Linked DNA regions of Danio rerio: region 1 is linked to region 2. Evidence: chromatin contacts called from public HiCAR-type data. All regions are on one chromosome and are shown on one strand. Each heading gives the region's core, a stretch centred on a gene start, on an enhancer-like site or on the middle of the called end of the contact. The rest is flanking DNA. Distances are from core to core; before and after follow the strand shown.

Region 1 (2,919 bases), core at 166-2,665, 130 kb after region 2:
CTATTGTAGTAAGATGTTTAGGTTTCTGTTTCTCATGGTTTTACAGCAATAAACATAGTAATTATTCTATAGTTTGATTGCAAATACTTAATAAAATCAATAGTAAATGTACTTTATTTTAATTTAACATTAATCAGGGTTTCCACGCTTTCATGAACAGCAGATTCAAGGACTTTGGATTACTTTTTACAGCACCATTCGTTTAAAAACAAGCACCATATGCACAATGAAAGTACTTAACATTTCATTTACACTTAATATTTACGTTGAGTGATTTTCAAAAAGTTTGACTGTTTTAAAAAGTCATGTTTAAAGAACTTTAATCAAATTTGTTGAATTCGATACTGGTTATATTCAAATGCAGTTTCTGAAATATTGATAACATGTCAGTGCTATTGTACAATATTTAAATGTAAGGTTTTTAATTCAAGGACTTTTTCAGTTTTTTTTATTTATTTAGTTTTTGACAATTGAGTAAAAATGTTGAAATAAAACCATAAACAAATTTCATTTCTAATTTTATTCAAGCACTTTCAATGGCATGTGTTTGATTTTAAGAACTTGCAGCCCTTGAATCCATACTGTATGTCTGAAATAAGAATACTTTTAAGTACTTTCAAGAAGCATGGGAACTCTGATTTATACTTACTATGGTTTGACTTGCTTTGTTAAAAGCTACTATGGTTTTACTTTAAAACATGGGCCTAAGGTTATAGTACTGTTATAAAACAATAGTTTTAATGTGTTTAATGAAAATGCTATGGTAAAAACCATCGTAAATGTTGTGGTTACTATGGTTTTGCTATATTAAACATAGTTAACCCATGATTGTTGTAGTAACACCACGGTTCATTTCTATTAAATGACAAATAAAAACATTTCCAAAAAGACTGATTACACCCAAGTTATTGATTGTAACTTACAGTTGAGGTTCTGCAGATTTTTCAGTCACGAAACGTACTTGCTCTGCTTTACCACTTTTTGCAAGAGCTTTTTCGCTTATTTTGTCCGAACGTTTTCGGCACTCAATCATAAAACTTACTAACGTTACAAACGTTGTTTATATTTGAGAAATATTTTACCGAGTATCACGTAGTCCACGCAGCTGCCTGTTTTTTTTTAATGTCACATTGCCATCTAGTGGCTAGTGTGTGGTACAGTACATGAAGACGTTATCACGTGGTTTTGGTTACTGTACTCAGCGTTATTAGTGACGAACCAATCATCGTTTTTAAGTCGTTTTCACCTTGAGCTGTGAAATACGAACTGAATCCATAAAAGTATTACCTTTATTTTCCACAATGTACACTTTTATATGTATATTTATTCGAAACACTAAGCAAGAAACGCGCAACATTTGTGCATCACTAATTAAACGCGCAGTTTGTCCTTGTATTACGGTAAGACGCCATCTACGTTACTGTTTTGAACTGATTTGAGTACTTAGGCTAAAAAACTGATCTTTGGCCTCCCTTTCACTCTCGGCAGCTGTTGAGAATTCATTGGGTGCTGAACATCCACATTATGAGAGGTAACGTAGAAATGCTAAAATAGTTTATGCTTTGCTACCATTTGTTGTTATTTTACTTAACGGGCCGCTAAATAACATTCTGCTTCCGGGTTTGTCTTCTTATTTACACATGCCTGTTCACTAGCCTGTTGTACTTTTTTTCTACACGAGTAGCTTCTGCTGCTCTTTCCGAGTGCCTTGTGACTGTATGCATATAAAAAGCTCTCACGAACTTTTATAATGTGTTATAGTAGACGTTTTTCGTAACACGTCGACATAATTCCTAGTAAACCGAAATATAACGTTACACATAAATAGTTTCTATATATAATATTTCAAAGCAAATATGTATTTAAAGCTTGTCTCCCCGAGTTATGTCAACCATGTGTTATACTGTCTCCAGTACGAACCTTCTCTACGAAAGAAAGTATAATAGTTTCTCAAAATTCTGAAATATTGATGTTCAAATTTGAGTAAAAGTATGAAATCACTTTAATTTAAATGTGACATTTCATCTTTAACTAGTGTGCATATAACAAATTGACCTTAACATAACAGTTAAGCTTTATGAATAAGGTCAAAACATTTATATTCGCTCATTCGTTCAATGACAGCTTGTGACATGCTTCTTCAATATTGGTTTACCATGGTACTTTGAATATTCAGTCTGAAATTACATCTAGATATGACTTAAAAACAACACTAGCACTATTTATTCAATTGAATACTGTTGTACTTTTGATGGTCATTGGCTGCAAATATGATTTCACTATTTAGAGTTTACAAATATAACTTTTTTTGAAATTATATGATTAAGGAGACAGTCCGAAAGTGTAAATATAAAACCAACCTTACCTCAAAACTGTTACGTACGCCTTTTTGGCATTTTCCCATTATATAAAAAAAGACATCTACAGTATAAATATAGAACAATCACTCATAATGCATATGTTAAAATTTGACAAAAATATATACTATATGTATTGTATATTTAATCATCTTTACTAGGAGATTAAAAATAGGGGAAATGTAACTATGGGCATCTGCTATAAGGTTTAAATCAATGGTTACCAAATTGGGGTTCGCTTGGTGATTTCCAAAAATCACAATTACTTTATTTAACTATTAGAATTACCATATTTTAATCAATAACCTACAGAAGAAAAAAAATAGTAGGTGCAGTAGGTGATCTGCCAAAATGCTAATTGGTTAGCATAATGTATTTGAAACACAGTCCCTCCCCTGCTCCAAAGCCACACCTCCTGAAACACGAACGCATGCACCTTAAAGATGACAGCAGACAACCCTAGTTCATGTCATTCGCCAATAATACTACAATTCTGAATGAAAACTGTATTACATCTAGCACGCTTTCAGTTGTGTTGTTAGCAAGCAAAACTTGTAATAAT
Region 2 (2,954 bases), core at 34-2,533:
CAGTACCAATTGGTATCCAATTCCAGTATCAAGACAACCCTATTTGGTTTCCCATTAAAAAACAAATTGGAATGTTCTGTGCTTGCTTTAGCCTTTACACTCGCCTTTTTGTAACTGCCATGCGATCGAATGCATCATCTTAACTAAAATAAACTATTTCTGTAATTTTCTCCTGTGGCCTCTGGATAAAGTGTCCAATAAAAGTGCATTTCTGAATCTCGTAGGAAGTAGGTCATAAGTACTATAGGCCTATCAGTTTATGAATATGATGCAATCAGACATACTCAGTTCACGTTTCCTATAGGTATGGGTGTGTATTTAGTATTGAAGTAGGAATTTAGTCATTCTCAGCGTTATTCGGTTTTGACCATTAGTGATTTAGATCTTCAAACTGACAACCCACTGGCCTGGATGCATGAATTACGTTTACCAAGTTTAGTCCCTTCACAGTAAATAGCAGTTTGTTTAACTTTAGTTTTATTTCTTTTGGTCTATGTTTTCCTCTGTTTCACACCACAGACATTGATATAATTATCGGATTCACCACACCATTTTGTACATAATTAATGAATCAAACTGATTTGGTTTAATGTGCATTTACAGTAGCCTAAAAACGGCATGACAGGTTTGGTCATGTGATGTCAACATGGCGGTGCCCATGAGGGACCTGCTCCATGTAGAATAAAACAGCATTTACTAAAAGACTGATAGCTCTTTAGCATTTATATCACACGAATGTGCATCATTTGAAATATATTCCTCCACATTGCTAATCATTTAACTGAGTGGCAAAATTTTTAATTAGCAAAAAAATGACTGAGTGCACCTTTAAGTGATCAGTGTCCCAGCTTGTCCAGTTCAGAGAAGTACAATTTATGACTGCATATCTACAGCATTTAAACTCCAATATACCTTACACTGGTGTTATTCTAAGGAATCAGCCCTTTAAATGTGGACAGCACTGTCCAAAAGACGGGCTCTGTTTATAGAAAACACATTTTTACCTTGTAAACATCCCCGTAGGTCCCGCTGCCTATCCTCTGGATAAGCTCGAAATCCTCTTGCGGATTTCGCCTAGACAGATCGAAACTAGAGTTCATCGTGGGGACTCCTACCTCTGACAGTCAGTGTTAGATTTGCTGGGGTCCCTGACGCGAACGAAATGAGAAAAGAGCAAAAAAACAAACATACGGCGTCAGAAGGGAATCTCAGTCTCAGTACTTGTCTGTAACTTTAACATGGCTTCCCGTGAGTTCCACTGCGCATGCGCAGAGCTCGTAGAGTGGAGAATGTTTGGAATGGGAGGATGAAGAAGGAGCAGGAGGAGGAGGATGGGTGGGTCAGATGACCACGCATATAAAACAGCAGATAACCTGTGTTTAGCCAATTTTATATACTAACCTTGTCTGAAATGTTCTCAAAAGTGTGTTAGTTTTCTTATACTAAAGCTTGACTATATGTTGACAGTGACATGGTTTGATATTTTGTTTGTTATGGATAGTTTTTTTTAGCTTTAAAGGGATAGTTCACCCACAAATGAAGATTCTGACATCATTATTTTCACTTCTTACAAACCAGTTTGAGTTTCTGTCTTCTGCTGAACACAAAGGAAGTTATTCTGAAGAACGTTGGAGCCACTGACTTCCATAGCATGTTTTGTTCCTACTATTGATGTCTTTGGCTGCTTCCAATAATAATAATAATAATAATAATAATAATAACAATAATAATAATAATGATGATCATCATGATAATAATGATGATGATGATGATAGTAATAATATTAAAAACTAAATATTTAATGTAAAATATTTTACTAAATAAGGTGAGTTAAATATGTAAGATTAAAATGGGAATGCAAAATTTGACTGCTAAAGATGGCATTATTATTTAATGCTTGAAAGAGTATTTTATGAAATCCTAATTTGCATAAATAAATAAAAAATGTAACTTAAATATTAATCTGTTTTGGATATTACATAAATGCCGTTGCTGCTGAAAAAAAATATTTTGTAATGGTTTTAATAGCTATAATGAGAATTGCATTAATTTAAATGTGAAAATGCATGTTCCCTATATGGACAACTGTTAGAAAATAATTAGGTGACATGTAAAATAACAAATCCCAAATTTGTCCCAGAATACAATAGAAACCATTGGCATTTATTGGTTTTAATGGAAATAGTTGGTGGTTTGTAATGCTTTTACTTAACGATTAAAATTTCTGAGGATATATATATATATATATATATATATATATATATATATATATATATATATATATATATATATATATATATATATATATATATATATATATATAGAATATATATATAGAATATATATATAGAATATATATAGAATGTCAGAATCATTAGCCCCAATTTCAATTTTTTGTTTTCTTTTTTAAATATTTCCCAAATGATGTTTAACAGAGCAAGGGAATTTTCACAGTATGCCTGATAATATTTTTTTATTCTAAATAAAGTCTTGTTTGTTTTATTGCGGCTAGAATAAAAGCAGCTTTTAATGGTATTTCAAATAAGGGTATTTTCTTTCGATATAGTCAACAAAACAAACCATCATAATAAAATAACCAGCCTAATTACCCTAACCTGTCTAGTTAACCTAATTACCCTAGTTAAGCCTTTAAATGTCACTGTAAGCTGTATAGAAGTGTCTTGAAAAATATCTAGTCAAATATTATTTACTGTCATCATGGCAAAGATAAAATAAATCAGTTATTAGAAATGAGTTATTAAAACTATTATGTTTAGAAATGTGTTGAAAAATCTTTGCTCCATTAAACAGAAATTGTGGGAAAAAATAAACAGTGGGAATAATAATTCTGACTTTAACTGTGTGTATATATATATATATATATATATATATATGTATATATATATATATATATATATATATATATATATATATATATATATATATATATATAT

What was found. HiCAR-type assays count read pairs that join an accessible place to other places.
Region 1: a contact with region 2 is called in a HiCAR-type map of caudal fin, with 4 times the contacts expected there. The contact joins the promoter of pgap4 here to the promoter of map4k3a in region 2. A contact is called at or near these places in 2 of 4 datasets of contacts at active chromatin or transcription factors (caudal fin and embryo).

Annotation. Positions count from the first base shown.
Region 1 is chr11:32,871,750-32,874,668 of GRCz12tu, forward strand. It overlaps pgap4 (post-GPI attachment to proteins GalNAc transferase 4), which reads left to right and starts at 1,416. Exons shown (of 2, transcript NM_001077341.1): 1 at 1,416-1,531. It also overlaps a transcript of slc8a1a not described here and a transcript of mala.1 not described here.
Region 2 is chr11:32,744,059-32,747,012 of GRCz12tu, forward strand. It overlaps map4k3a (mitogen-activated protein kinase kinase kinase kinase 3a), which reads right to left and starts at 1,284. Exons shown (of 33, transcript XM_073916889.1): 1 at 1,116-1,284.